Linked DNA regions of Mus musculus: region 1 is linked to region 2. Evidence: chromatin contacts called from public HiChIP or PLAC-seq data. All regions are on one chromosome and are shown on one strand. Each heading gives the region's core, a stretch centred on a gene start, on an enhancer-like site or on the middle of the called end of the contact. The rest is flanking DNA. Distances are from core to core; before and after follow the strand shown.

Evidence for each region. HiChIP or PLAC-seq counts read pairs in DNA pulled down with a chosen protein or histone mark.
Region 1: an H3K27ac HiChIP or PLAC-seq map of extraembryonic endoderm stem cells shows a contact between it and region 2. The contact joins two enhancer-like sites. A contact is called at or near these places in 3 of 484 Hi-C or Micro-C datasets (the C3H10T1/2 cell line, cortical neurons and liver) and 1 of 115 datasets of contacts at active chromatin or transcription factors (extraembryonic endoderm stem cells).

Annotation. Positions count from the first base shown.
Region 1 is chr3:116,307,517-116,314,792 of GRCm38.p6, reverse strand. It overlaps Cdc14a (CDC14 cell division cycle 14A), which reads left to right. Exons shown (of 16, transcript NM_001080818.2): 11 at 6,494-6,653. Among named protein-coding and RNA genes, the nearest start is that of Gm46839, 53 kb to the right of the region's middle. Within about 2 kb of position 5,397, at least 6 of the 459 cell types and tissues checked have an H3K27ac peak or open chromatin away from gene starts, as enhancers often do. A contact at or near this core is called in extraembryonic endoderm stem cells, where this site is marked.
Region 2 is chr3:116,200,742-116,208,237 of GRCm38.p6, reverse strand. Gm31651 (a long non-coding RNA gene) reads right to left here. Exons shown (of 4, transcript XR_375977.2): 3 at 6,519-6,694; 4 at 4,648-5,809. Among named protein-coding and RNA genes, the nearest start is that of Gm31651, 6.3 kb to the right of the region's middle. Within about 2 kb of position 4,112, at least 37 of the 459 cell types and tissues checked have an H3K27ac peak or open chromatin away from gene starts, as enhancers often do. A contact at or near this core is called in extraembryonic endoderm stem cells, where this site is marked.

The DNA of each region.
Region 1 (7,276 bases), core at 4,148-6,647, 110 kb before region 2:
TTTTTTTTTTAAGAATTTATTGTATGAGTATATATGTGTGCCTGCCTTTCTGTCTGTGCACTGTGTGCATGCAGGTGCCTGTGGAGGCCAGAAGATGTCAGGTCCTTTGGAATTGGAATCACAGGTGGCTTGTCAGAACCAAACCTGGGTACTCTCAAAGGGTAGCCAATGCTCTTAACTGTTGAGCCATCCATCTCCAGTGCCCTCCCAGCTCCACCCCAACCCTTTTCAGTCTTAAACCCACGGATTCCCAAATTCGCTGTAGATATTAGTTGTACGCTGTCATCCGTTAGATCCGTTTCTGCATTTTCAGTTATTTGCAAACTTCCTCTTCAGGGCTCCAGTGACGTCACAGTGATATCATTTGCCAAAGACCCATCCTGATTGAGCGGATCTGGGGTGGCACTTGTAAGACTACATTTGTAGCACAATGCCCTGGTGTGCCATGAAGTAGGGTCTTACCCCACATTCAGTTAAAAAGGGGCTTCAGCTCACTTTTACTCAATTCTGCCATGTCTTAGTGTTTTGTTGCTGGGAAGAGACACCATGACCACAGCAACTCAAATAAGGGAAAGCATTTAATTGGTGCTTGCATATAGTTTCGGAGATTTGGTACGTTATCGTTATGGAAGGGAGTATGGTGGCGGGCAGGGAGACAGTGCTGGAAAAGGAGCTGAGAGTTCTACAACAGGATCTGCAGGCAGCTGGAAGAGAGAGTGACACTGGGCCTGCCTGGGGCTTTTGAAAACCTCAAAGTGCACCTCCAATGACACTCTTCAAACAGTGCCATTCCCTGGTGACCAAACATTCAAGTCTATTATGAGCCGACGGGGGGCCATTCTCAAACCACCACATACCACAAGTTGGCAAGTTATACCACATCTTTCATAAGTGCTTAGAAAACTTGGTGAATTAATTTCACAGTTGGGTTGTGCTGGATCAGAAACTAATAGTTTAACCATTCTCCAACACCCACATAAAAAGTTAAGCAAGGTGGCTTTCACTTTTTTTTTTCTTTCTTTTTTTTTTTTTTTTTTTCTAGACAGGGTTTCTCTGTATCACCCTGGCTGTCCTGGAACTCACTCTGTAGACCAGGCTGGCCTCAAACTCAGAAATCCACCTGCCTCTGCCTCCCGAGTGCTGGGATTAAAGACGTGCGCCACCATGCCCAGCTTGGCTTTCACCTTTAATCTCAGAGCTGGAGAGAAGAGGTAGGAGAATCGGCCAAGGCTTGACAACTGATTAGCTTCAACTCCCATAATAGATTCTGTCTTCCCCTAAAGAAGGTGGATTGAGATGCAAAAAGATACATGAAGTTGTTCTCTGGTTTCCACTCCTCCATGTGTACAGTATACCCAGCCACATAAATACATGGCTTGGGTTGAGGCTTAGAATTCTGTTATTTAGAGTCCTTGCTAAGAAGCCTGGGACTTCCAGTTGAACTGTGTGGTGGCACACACCTGGAATCCCAGCACTGGGAAGAGAGGCAGGAGCATCAGAGGTTCGAGTACATCTTCACCTGACTACACAGTAGCTAGCGGGTTCTCCAGGCTTCAAAGCTACTGGTTCTTTGTGTGATCTTGCACGTTCAGCAGTAGGCCATAACTTCATAACTACTGGCTCTTTGTGTGATCTTGCACGTCCAGCAGTAGGCCATAACTTCATAACTACTGGCTCTTTGTATGATCTTGCACGTTCAGCAGTAGGCCATAACTTCATAACTACTGGCTCTTTGTGTGATCTTGCACGTCCAGCAGTAGGCCAAGGGATACAGCTTAACTGTTTCAATAACACATTTAAACATCTAGTACTTAGTCTTTCCTGAAATATAAGAACTTAAAGTCTTTAGTATTATTAAAAAATTATAGTTCAGCACTAGATGATATCATGGTTTGTCTATTAAAAATAGCAGGCATTTTTGCTTTAAGTTTTTAGTTTACATTATTTGGTAAAAGTCACATTTTTTTTAGTTGCATAAATTGATGATTTTCTTTTTAATATTTACTCTTGAACCTTTCAATTTCATCATTTGACATTAAAAAGTTACTAAGGAAAAAGATCCTAATGTGGGTTCAAATGTTAACAGTAATTAATAATTCGAATAAGAAACTTACCTTGAAATACTTGTATCAATTACATTAGATCAAAGTTTGGATTTTTTTGTAATAAGTTATAAAATTAAAATTTGTTTAGATGTACAGTTTGTTAATCTTAAATATATTCACAATGTTCTGTAGCCCTCCCCACTCTTTGTGGAATATTTTTTAATCATTCAGATAAAAAGTTCATACCTATTAAACATAAAACCTCCACTGACCCCTTCTCCTAGTTCCTGGTGTCCTCAAGTATACCAAATATTCATAGTCTTAGGTATCTCATATCATGTCTGACTTATTTTACTTTGAGTATTTTCATGTTCACCCACATCATAATAGTCAAATATACATGTCAAATGTGTAGCTCAGTCTTGATACCCTTCCTTTGTTTTCTTTTTGTATTGAAGGGATTGAACTCAGGTCTTTTGCATGTAAGGCAAGCCCTCTATAATGTAGCTATACCGCCAGTCCCTTGATTCCCTTTAATTCCTGAATACTATTCCTCTGTAGTTTGTTTATGCATTAACTTGTTAATGGGCACTTGAGTTGTTCCCCACTTTGGGATACGGTGAGCAGTGAGGGTCTGTGTTCAGTTCTTTTAGTGCCGTTAGATGATGTGGAATTCTCTGTGTAGCTTTTGGAGGCACTGCCAAGTTCTTTTTCCGCAACAGCTGCTCCACACTACATCTCCACCTGCAATGCATGCTGGTCTTTTATGCAGTCATACAATGCTCTGTGTCCTCAAATGGCCAGATATGGAAAGAGTTGAAAGAGTATTGTGCTAGATTATAAAGTGTACATTTTGGCCAGACACACAGATGGTCTAAAAGCTGATCATAGAAATTCTGTACCTAAAAGTAGATTTATCTACCTGAGTCTTTTAAATGATTTTCCCCTTCTAGTAATTTCCTTGTGCACTTCAGGATTAAAAGCCTTCCCGTATACCATCAGAAATCCTACACAATCTTCCACGTGGTCTCCCATTATGTGTGACTTTCTGAATACCTTTTCTCACACTCTCTGCCTCTTGGTATCTGCCATTTTGATATTGTTCAAGTGTTTCACTAGTGAGTGCCCTAAGCTAGGAGTTACCCGTGTGTCTGTCATAGCTCTGAGACATGAGTAGGAAGTACACAGAGAAGATTGGTCCTCTGGTCATTGCTAGACCAAACTATAAAATGGGTTAGGCAGCTGGGGAGATGGTTCAGGATATAAAGCACTTGCCATGTGGCCATGACAACCAGAGGTTAGGTCCTCAGAACCCATGTAAGAGCCTGATAGACCCTTTGGCCTGTCTGTAATCTTTATATCTGGGAGGCAGAGGCAGGGTATCAGTCCCCCGAGGCAAGACGGCTAACAAGATTAGCTTGTCTGTGAGCTCTGGGCTCATCCAAGAAACTGCCTTAGCATGTAAAGTGGAGGGTGACTGAAGAAGCCTTCTGATCACAACTTCAGGTCTCCACATGCTCACATGGGCACACACACATGCCCATGTATACACACAACACACATGTACAAACATGTACACACAACACATGCACACAAACAAATGCATACACACACTCATATACACAAATACATGTGCACATACACATATACAACATATAACACATGTACGCACAACACACACACACACACATACACACACACACATGCCATACCACACCCTACCATACCATATACATGTACACGCTTAGGAGAAAATGGGTTCAGTTTCTATATCAAATGACCAAATGATGGCTTTTGATGAACACTGGGGTCAAGGTTGGTTCATCCTGGCAAGCAGTGTCTTGGGTGGAAAGCCTGAAGATAACAATGAAGAGACAGTATCCTGTAATGCAGTGATAGCTCCCTTTAAGGAGCTGAGGGAGAACAAGTGAGCCTCACATAGAAGCAACTGCACAGTGTCTCCCGCACGCAAAACCACAGATATTTAGAATGGCGCATCTGACTTGAGTTGTACTAAAAGCAGATATTTACAAAGAAACATCCAAACTAACTACACATTGGCTCATATTAAAGCCAAATTACTTAGTTATTTTTTATATGGCACATAGGTCTAGCTGAAATCTGACTAATTTGGGCTAGGATGTGGCCCCACACAATCACCCCAACCCTGGCCACGTCTCCCAAAAGGCTGCATCCAGATGGAGACAAGTCTCTTCCTGTTGCTGCTCCCAAGCACGGCATCTTTTAGTGAAGGGCCAGCCATTTCTTGCTCTTGGAAAATGTGCTATAATGTTGGAAGATTGGCTTTCAATAGATGTGTTAGCTTTACAAGAACCAAGTTTTCAACGTTAAATGCTTTAGAAGACACATTTTACTTCTTTTGTTTGAGAGGAGGCTTTTAAGGCGAGACAGACAGTGCTACAGAAGCTGCTGCGATGAATGTCGTCTGTGGCTAGGTATCTCTCTATGTGAAAGGCCGCTTCCTTTTGCTCAAGAAGCAGTTGCGTACATCATTGCTTAGCAACACTTGCTTCAGCTCTGACACCTTATTCATCTTTAATATTCAGGTTTAGATCAAGTCTTTCCAGAGACGGGGCAGGTTGAGTCTTTGAAACCAAGCAAGTGGAAGTTGTCACTTGGCAATTTTCACCCTAGGGCTGTCAGCACGCGCCGGCTCTTCAGCTCATAACCTATGGTTGAATTTGACATTCCTTTTCACTTTAGTTCCTTTAGCCTTTGTTCCCACTTCATTTTGTTTTCTCTTAAATCCCTAAAGACGCTACCACAATGTCTGCATTTGGGGCATCACATTTAAATATCTTAGCACGGCACCTGAGATCCATCATCAGAAAGGACGTTTCCCCAAGCTCAGCCGAATTAGCCAGTGCTGTGTTCTGTATGCAGTTTCCTTAGCTTGTGCTTGTTTGGGGGTGGAGTGGGGTGAGGTGAGGTATGATCTCGGCTGGATGAGTCCTGCTTTATCTTTCCAGATAGGGCCCAGCATTGTTTAAGGACAGGAATGCATGCTGAGAAATGTATCTGTAGGCAATTCTGGCGTCTGGTGCACTTTACAAACCTGGATGTATAGGCTGGCCATCACCAGCATACATGACCTTTAGAAGGTGGGACATGCAACCGCTGCCTTGTAACATGACATTGTATTTAATGGAAGACTTCCTTTCTTATGGGGGAGGGAGAGAGAAGAGGAGAGAAAAAGAGAGAGGAAGAGGGAGAGAGAGAGAGGGAGGGAGGGAGAGGGAGAGGAGAGAGATAAGCAGAGAGACACACAGAGAGAGAGAAACAGAGAAGAAAGAGAAAGGTGTGTATGTGCATACATGTGAGTGGATGCATGTGCACACAGACACTTGGCTTCTGAGCTCATAGGGAATGTCTGATTTCTTTAGATAGGGCTGGGCCCCTTTGCCTTGGATCTTGTCTGAGCCTCGGTCACAGGGCCTCAACGTGCTGGATCTCAGCTGTTCACTTCTCCCTTATTAAAGTAGGAATTTCTTAAGGGACAAGGATTCTGCTATCTATCTATCTATCTATCTATCTATCTATCTATCTATCCATCCATCCATTTTAAGTTTTTCAAGACAGTTTTTCTCTGTGCAGCCCTAGCTGTCCTGGAACTTGCTCTGTAGATCAGGCTGGCCTTGAACTCACAGAGCTCCAACTTCCTCTGCCTCCTGGTGTTCAAGGCTTGGGCCAATGCCGTCCAGCTCGGTCTTTATTCTTAAATCCTCCTGTCTGTGTGTTTCATGTATTTGAAGAATTTGTCTGAATGCGTGACAAGGCAGAACCTTTCCCTGAGAGCAACAGTTCCTGGGTCTTCTTCCTGTATGAATTCATCAGCCGTCTCCAGACCTATACATTCCCTGTCAAGGACTCTGCTATTTCTTACTACTGCTGGAAACCCATAAGAGTCAAGCATCAGATAAGGGTTCTGATCCATGTCGGCCTGAAGTAGAAGGCTGGGAAGATACACGAGTGAGGGCAGGATGCTTTGAAGATACCAACATTTAAGAGCCTAGGCTACGCTTTTCTAAACATTTGCACAAAGGAAAGAAATACGAAGGTTGTTTTAAATCCCTGTTTTCACAGCTGGTATAGAAGATCAACTGTGACTCTATGCTATCCTAACAGCATTGGCTTATATATCCTAGGCTTCAAAAGTACGATTTGAGGGTTAGCTTCTAAGATAGAAGACAGATAGAGCCTGACTTGTTAGTGAACTGGTGTGGATGGATTTCTGAGCTATTGTTCATATTTAAAAAAAAAACTCATCTATTTAGAAATATTTAGTTTACTTAGAAATGTAATGGTATATTTCCCCTTTCTAGTCTAGTTGTTAAATATTTTGTTAATATCTTTCTTGTTAAGATATCATAGCATTGGGAAGATGACCATTGTTTATCTTAAATATTTTATCCTCTCTCTCTTTCCAGAAAACAAGCATCATTGTGGGTCCAAGGAGACATTTTTAGATCCAAACTAAAAAATAGACCATCCAGTGAGGGAAGTATTACAAAAATTATTTCTACCCTGGATGATATGTCTATTGGTGCAAATTTATCCAAATTACAAAGCACAGAAAGGATTGGAGAGGTGAGTTTTCCCCCGGAGGCATCTACCTCCCTAACACCAACATTCTTTGTCCATTTGTTCCTGCATTGAACACATATCTCGTAGACCTATCTTTTCTTTCTTTTTAAAACATCTATCTATCTATCTATCTATCTATCTATCTATCTATCTATCTATCTATCTGTATGTGGGGTGCATGGGTGGGGAGGTGTATGTGTGCACATGCACACATGTTTCAATACATATGTGGTAGTCAGAGGGACAACTTTTGGGAATTGGCTCTCACCTTTTACCATGTGGGTTCTGAGGATCAAGTTGAGATTGTCATCAGGCTTGGTGGCGAGCATCTTTGCCTGCTAAGCTGTATCACCAGCACAAGTGACCTTATCTATTCCCTGGGCTCCTGGGAGGGCTAAGTTTCTAAGCTGGGAGTCATTGTTCTATAGAGTACAAAGTAGAGTAAGGAAACCAGTCCACTGTCCTTGTAAAGGCAGCAATGAGGTCATAATTTAAGGAGCACGCTTAGAAAGAGTGCAAGGACTATTTATAGAAAGGCAACAGAAAAGTAAAGCTTCCCTTTGAAACCAGAAATAGGTACCAAGAAGAAAAAGTTGGATGCTGCGTTTGTAGAGGCTGTTCCTAGC
Region 2 (7,496 bases), core at 2,863-5,362:
ATTTTGAAGCACAGCAGAAAATAGATGTTCTTGAGAAGGTCAGAGCCAACCCAAGCCCCATGGTAAAATAGGGTTTTGTTAGACTCACAGAGCCCAAAGCAGGCAATGGGCAGAAGTCAAAGCTGGAGCGGACCAGAAATATATAGAGAAGAAGGAGTGGGGAGGAGGATGGGGTAAGGGAAGAGGGGGAAGAAATGGGTGGAAAGAATAGGAGGAGGAGGAGGAGGAGGAGGAGGAGGAGGAGGAGAGGTCAGGGTATAGTTTTTATCTGATGGTACAGGTATGCAGATGGTACAGTGTTTTCTATGCACTTTCCTGGCTACAGGCTGATATATTTTTGTTTGTTTGTATTGTTTTTATTTTGTTGAGACAGGATCTTGCTGTGTAGCCCAGGCTGGTGTGGAGTTTATGATTCTCCTGCCTCAGTATTCTTCATGCTAAGATTACAAGCATGTGTCATCAGGATCAATCAATGCTTATGTGGGTTTTTTCCCATACAGTGAAATTGTCTCTTTATGTATGTTTCTGTGTGTGGCCCATGCATATATGTGCCTGGTGGCTGAGGGCGTGTGCTGAGGGTCTGCTCTCATTCTTGGCTTCATCTTTTGAGAAAGGAACTTTCCCTGAACTTAGAGCTAGGCTGGTGGTCACCAAGCCGCAGTCCAGAAATTTTCCTTTCTCTCTCTCAAATTAGGTTCTTTGTAAACAGCCCATTTTCCATATTTAGTGAAACTTTTGTTGACAGAATATTTCTCTTTCCCCTCAATGACAGGTCCTTTTAAAATCGATCTGAAGGAGTATTTTTTATTTTATAGTCAGGAAAGTTTCAGTTCTGAATCAGCTACCATTTTACCATAGGACCTAATAATCATAATAACTCTAAATGGTAACAGCAAACCTGTGCAAGGCAATTATGACACTATCAGCTTGTTATTAGGCTCTATACACACGGAAGTACAATAAGCATAGGAAGTCTATGGAGCTGTCAGTTTGGTACATTTCAATGCAAGTTTTGATATTATGTAAGTATTATTGGAATCTTTTGAATGTCATCAGTTTTAAACATTTTTTTTCCAGATCTGCTTTGAATACAGTGTTCCAAGAATCTGTGTTCCTCCTGGTATTCCAGTTTCTCAAAGCACAGGCTTATTGAGGATGCAGGGAGAACACCCTTTCTCTTGATTTCCAATATCGAAGTACTGCTAAAGCAGGGTTAAGTGTTATTACCCTTTCAACTGCTCTGCAGAAAAAACCAAACCAAACCAAGCCAAACCAAACCAAACCAAACCAAACCAAACCAAACCAAACCAAACCAAACCAAACCAAACCAATTCCCGAAATGTAAACAAAAGCCATATCATGTTCTATTGGCTCAAAAGAGGGTTTGTTTTTTTTTTTTTTTTAAATGCATGATTGTGCATTTTATTAAAGCAAAAGTTAAAATTTTTTCTCTTTCTCAGCAGTCAGACACAGACATATCTTGGCTGTAACTCGGCTACCCCAAGTATCCTGTTGGAAGCTTGGGACTGTGACTGCACTTCTTGGCCTCCTCGGAGAGCTATGTACGTGTGCTGTCATCAGCCCCTCCTCCCCTGCAGGGAGAGAGTAATGCCAGCATCCCAGTTAGGGCTCTAGCCCTGGTTCAGTACGGCCTCAACTTCCCATCTTGATGACCCTGGACAGTGTGTTCTCTTCCTTTGGCAGAAGTGAGGCACGGACTTCATCAATATCTGCTTCTCACACTTGTTTAAAAAGATTCATTTCCTACGTGAAGGTCGTGAGTTTCAGACTGTGTGGGTGTTCAGCGTCTGCACAAGGTTGCAGGACATCTCAGCCTTGTGCCCTGAGATGGCCCTGGTGCCCAGAAATTTCTCTCTGTTTCCCTGCTCCTTCCCTCAGGGATGAACAGGCAGCTACTCAGACTAGCAGAGCTTTGGTTTTCATTCTGGAGAGTGAGATAGAGTGCTATTTAAAGTATTTCACAAACGTAATATTTATGTATTGAGCTTGCTTTCAGGTTTGTTCTCTTGCTTACATGGCTTCCCTCACTAACCCTACCCCAAAACATTCTGAAATAGGAAGCCACTAACTCATTTCAGGGAGAAGCTGACTGAGGGACCCATATGACTGTGGTAAGAGGTGGAGACAGTGCCGGAGGTCAGGCCGTCTGGCCGTTGATCCACATGCTGGCTCATCAATAGCTGGAACTTGTTAGAAAAGCAAACCTCACCACACTCTAGACTCACTAAATCCAAATGTTTGGACACGAGTCTAGGGATATGTGCTTCAACCAGCTCTTTGACAGGTTCTTACAAGTAGTAAGGGCCAGCGTTCTGCACTAGAACCAATGTGCTTAACGTCTTGCCACACTCAAGGAGTTTCCCTTGGGAAAGTTGAGAATTGGTTCCAGTCAGATCTGGGTCTCTTTCCCTGCGCCCTCAAACGCTCTACTCATAGCCGTACCTTGTCTAGCTGCCCTTGGCCCCAGGATGGCCTTGAGAAGTAACTAAGTGTGACAAGCACACCCCTCTGCTGTGACTGACAGCATCATTCATTGGTTCCCCATATGATCAGACAGGATACTGTAAACCCTCTCAGCTAGAAGTGCTCAAGCACTGAACACGAGAACATTTGCCTGCTAAACGCACACGTTTCCCCTCAATCCCTCCCAAGGGGCTTGGATAGACTTTATCTGTTCAAGGCTTTTAGATATGTGAATTAATCAGCAAGTACTGCATACTTCTCTTTTCGCTTGGGAAAAAAAAAAAGCAATGTTTATGACCACCAATGATAACAGATGTTGTAAATAGAACAGCCTGGGGACTTGCCAGATTGTTATATAAACCTTCAGGGGCCTTTAAAAATTCTTCTAGAAAAAAAAATGGAATTTTTCTTTTTTTCCTGTGGCCTTCAGTCAATCCCAGCACCTCTCAGACACCGTATCAAGTGAGTCTGAGTTCCTTCCACTTGGATGCAAAGAGAGAATGGCGATGTTACATTTATCGAGTGGGAAGAGAAAGAAAATTCAACAGGAGAGGGAGAAGTGTACTGACTTACACCACTAAATAAAGATTAATTAGGAAAACTCTCAGAGTACAGCTGAGTGCAAGAGAAAAACAAAGAGTATTTGCATTCCCCTCATGCAGCGCTAACCAGTGACCCATAGTGTTTATAACTACGATAAATTTGTGTGTATAACTACTTACACTCTAGACTCATCTTTTATCGAAAACTAAAACCAATTCTCCACACCTTTCCCACGCTCAGCCATCTTGGTTCTTCATGTCTGCTCTGTTTTCTTGCTCATGAACCTCTGCTGTTGTTGGTGCCACATGCCAGATGTCCCGTGTCCCTTGAGGTGCCATTTGGTATCATCTGTGCAGACGTGGGAAATCATCTGTGGCCATAAAATGCCACGTAGACGGCCACTTCTGAATCGGGTGAAATGACCAGGACAGAAGGAAGCTCTGATGTCACTTACTCTGTCTGCCATGCCACGCCCCTAAGTACCAGACCATTCACTCTGAAATAAGTTTAACTCCTAGGTTTATTCACTCCTTTTCCTGACCGATACAGATATTGTTAAAAACAATGTGTGAATTCATTGCTTTTCTTCCTTTTCTCTCAGGGAAATTCTGTTCCAGAGAAAACATTTTTAGGGAAATTCCAAGGATCAAATTCAGGCCATTGAGCCATGACTTAACTGTTTAGTTGTTAAGGATGACTAAAGATAAAACAGGTTGTTATTAAGTTAAAAGGATCTTGGGTGAAGCTGTACCCATACCCAAATAAACCTGGGAAAGAGGTCCCCAGAATGCAGTGAAACCACCAGACCAAGCTTGTTATCAGCTGGATGAGGCTGGCTGCATTCTTGCCCGACTGATTTCAGTGGGTGGGACACTTTCTTTTGTTTGTAGTAGGCTGCTCTGTTTTTTACAACACATAGACTTTATAAACACAGTATTTTTTTTTTAATCAAACGATGGTTAATCTAAAGTCTTGCTGAATCAGTGCTAGGCAAAGCCAAACTCTGTGTTTATATTAACTAAAGGACAGACGTTGAAGGCACTGTAGAGAAAAGCCATTGTCCTTGCTTGGATTGTGACTATCAAACATTAACTCCTGCTGGAATGGGGCCTGAGGGAGTTGAAGAACACACCCTTGAAGGTGAACTGTCCTCATATGATCAGATCAAACTTCTTTTATACCTTTCCTAGGCAGACATGTAACGCACATGGTCTTGCATGACCACACCAGTGTTCAGTGCTTACTAATCTTTCAAGGCTATGTTCATCCTTACACAAAACAGACATTCCTTATTTTCTGTAGATAGTAGAGAAAGACTACCAACTGCATGTTTAAAATATAACAGAAAAATTCAGATGTAAGGTAAGTTCTCCCAAAGAAATGTAAAAACAGAATGAAATACTTTCTTTTTTGACACTAGTTTTATTGACTAAGGAAGTCAAAGAGGTCTACTGTGAGTGAAACTGGGTTTTTTGGGTTTTTTTGTTTGTTTTTTGTTTGTTTGTTTGTTTTTTCAAGACAGGGTTTCTCTGTGTAGCCCTGGCTGTCCTGGAACTCACTCTGTAGACCAGGCTGGCCTCGAACTCAGAAATCCACCTGCCTCTGCTTCCCGAATGCTGGGACTAAAGGCATGCGCCACCACGCCTGGCGAAAACTGGTTTTTAAGAGGACATAAATGCTTTCAAATTTTGATTTTAATAACTTGAATAGATGTCCCCTTTTAAGGAGGCGGGACATACACTCTATCTATTGGTTATGAACTATGATGATGCTGTCCTTCCAAAGAACACAGTAGGGAGGACAGAGAGGAGAGATGGTGGTCTGACAGTAGAGAAGATGCAAATGCTACTTCAGCCAGATCTCTATTAATTTTGATAAAACATGTTAGTATAATTTATCCTCAACTTTAGATGAACAGTATGGCAATTCATTGATCAGTGTGGTGGTGATGATGATAAAAAAAAAACCACGAGACAAATTCCAATAAAGGAGTATCCACAAAATACTTGACCACTATTTATGGTTATAGGAACAATGTGTGCACATCTACACCAGGAGAAATGACACTGTGAATTTGATGATATGGCTGGGCCCCAGAACAGAAGTGGGAATCCCAAGAGATGACACCGAGCAGGACAATCTGGGGGCTACTCACAGAGAGACTCATCCTCCATGCTAAGATGGCTCCTGCTAAGTAGGAGACTGGAGGCAGATGAATTCAGGATGAAGGAAACAAAACCGAGACAATGCAATTGATACAGTGAGAAAGGAATATAGCATCCTTTACCCATTGAGCTGTTTACTAATTCAGTGGGTTAGTCTATAAAGCTAGGGGTCATATACAACTCGAAGGGTATTTGTGAGGCTCTCGAAAGTAGCTGTACACCTATAAATGGTGGCTCTGGAGCTGTGCAATGGCCTACCTCACTCTTGGGTGTAGACTCTGGCTACCTGTGTGCAGGATGCTGGGTGAACGTCCTGAATTGAATAGAATGTACCCACCCACATACACCTCTCCTGCCAATCAGGGCCACACCAGGACTACTGGATACCTGTGTAGGGGAGAGATTGTGCTTTCCTTCAGAATGAAGCTGAGTTCCAGTGAGTAGGCGCACTCCTTCCTATCCAGCTCAGAGCGATTCAGCCCCGGGGCTACCAGTCTCCACCTCTTTAGAAGATTGTTCAGCTTGCCTCCTTGATGTTTGCTTCTTTATTCAGAGACATCTCTTCTCTCCCCTTCACACTTTACTATGTTAAAAAAGAAGGTCCACGTGGTACGTAGCTAGTTAAAAAAGAGCGAGCTTTTAGGTCACTGAAGTTGGACCCCTCCCTCATCATTAACTCTGGACCTTGTCTCCTGTTTCCCTGGTAACACAGTCATTTTAGTGAAGAGGAATCTATCATGGCTGCCTCTTATTAGAGTCTGAAATGCCATGTGAAAAAAATGGAGGCAGTGTAAGAGCTGCGGCTACTTAACATTTAAAATAGCATACAACGTGGAGGAAGGCAGAGGGAGCTGGACTTTGTTAAAGTCCATTAAGGAACATAGGAAATAAATTTGTATAGATTTTCCTGCTTTTAAATTCTTTAAAATATGGCCTGTTGTATGATTTAGGGCCAAAGAATAGGATGTGAGTTGCATTTCTGGCCCTGGGTAGAGACATGACATTCTAAACTACTGAAAAGATCCTAAGATGATAATCTAGCAGGTTCCCTTGTAACAAACACGACACTGTTTCCTCCCTTATAGAGCTAATCTAAGGACACTTGCTGATCACCTGGACTGGATGTCCCCTTCATGAAAGCTGTCTCTTCCTAGTATAAAGTCTCCCTCAGAATGTGGGTTAGCACAATGGTCTCTCTGACTATTGTCAGTTCTCACACCCTTTCCTCCACAGTGGCTCCTTTTGAACACTACCAACTCCTATCACTTAAAGGTACCCCACTTTACTCCATAATAAAGTCCACCTTCTGAGTGCCTTGGGTCTTACCTGAATTCTTCTGACTGAACACACAAGGTCTCAGGAGCTGAGAGGAGGTCAGAATGCGCTTCCAGTAACAAATACGCATTTCGTTCATCGTTCCACACCATGACGGGCCCTTCAGTGGCAGGCCTTGTGCATCGGGGCTGGAGCAGTTCTTGGGCTGAGTTACCTTTAACTAGGCTCTAAGGTGGAAGACAGACATCAAATAAACTTTTACAAATATCTTATTGGCATTCACTTGATTTTTATGCCTTAAAATATGTAATAAGATTACTCTTATATTGCTAGACAAAGCTTGACACTTTTAATTTCCCTGTCAGCTCTTAAAGCCTCTCAGAGAATCAATAGCCCCTGACTCTGTGGGACCCTTGGATAATGTTTGAATGGACCATTGGGCAGAGCAGCTCACCTTCGGCTGAGGTTTTCATGTTCTGGGCTAGGTGGGAGGATTGCTCTTTCCTTGGTGCCCAGCAAAGCATGGTCCTAGCAAGAGCACCAGAGAAGTAATGGTTGACATCAGTCATCGTGTGAAGCATTTCAGTGTGAGCAACCACTCATATCACAGGAAGCCAGGATTCCAGGATGCCAGGTGGGATCTGGGTTTTGGTGTTCGCCTTCAAATGGGGAGGAGTAGGTTGGGGTTCTATGGGTATGGACCAATGGATAGTCAGAAATTTGGTAGGTTCTGATTGACTTCCATCCACACCTGTGTTTGTAAACCCCTTTCCTGGTCCAGCCTTTTTCTATTTAGACCTAGCTGTTCTTTCTCTTTTTTTCTCAAGTTCCTTTCAGCCAGATCATACCCAGATGGGGCTCCACACAAGTGGCAGATAACTTACTGTGGATTTAAGCCATTTCTTCTAAAAAGTGCATTCATATCCTGCTTCATCTTTAAAGGTAAAACTTTCCTTGGTGACAGGCATGCTTCTGGCACATTGGAGATAGGAGGCCTTGAGGCCTGGCTTGCAACACTGGCTACGGATG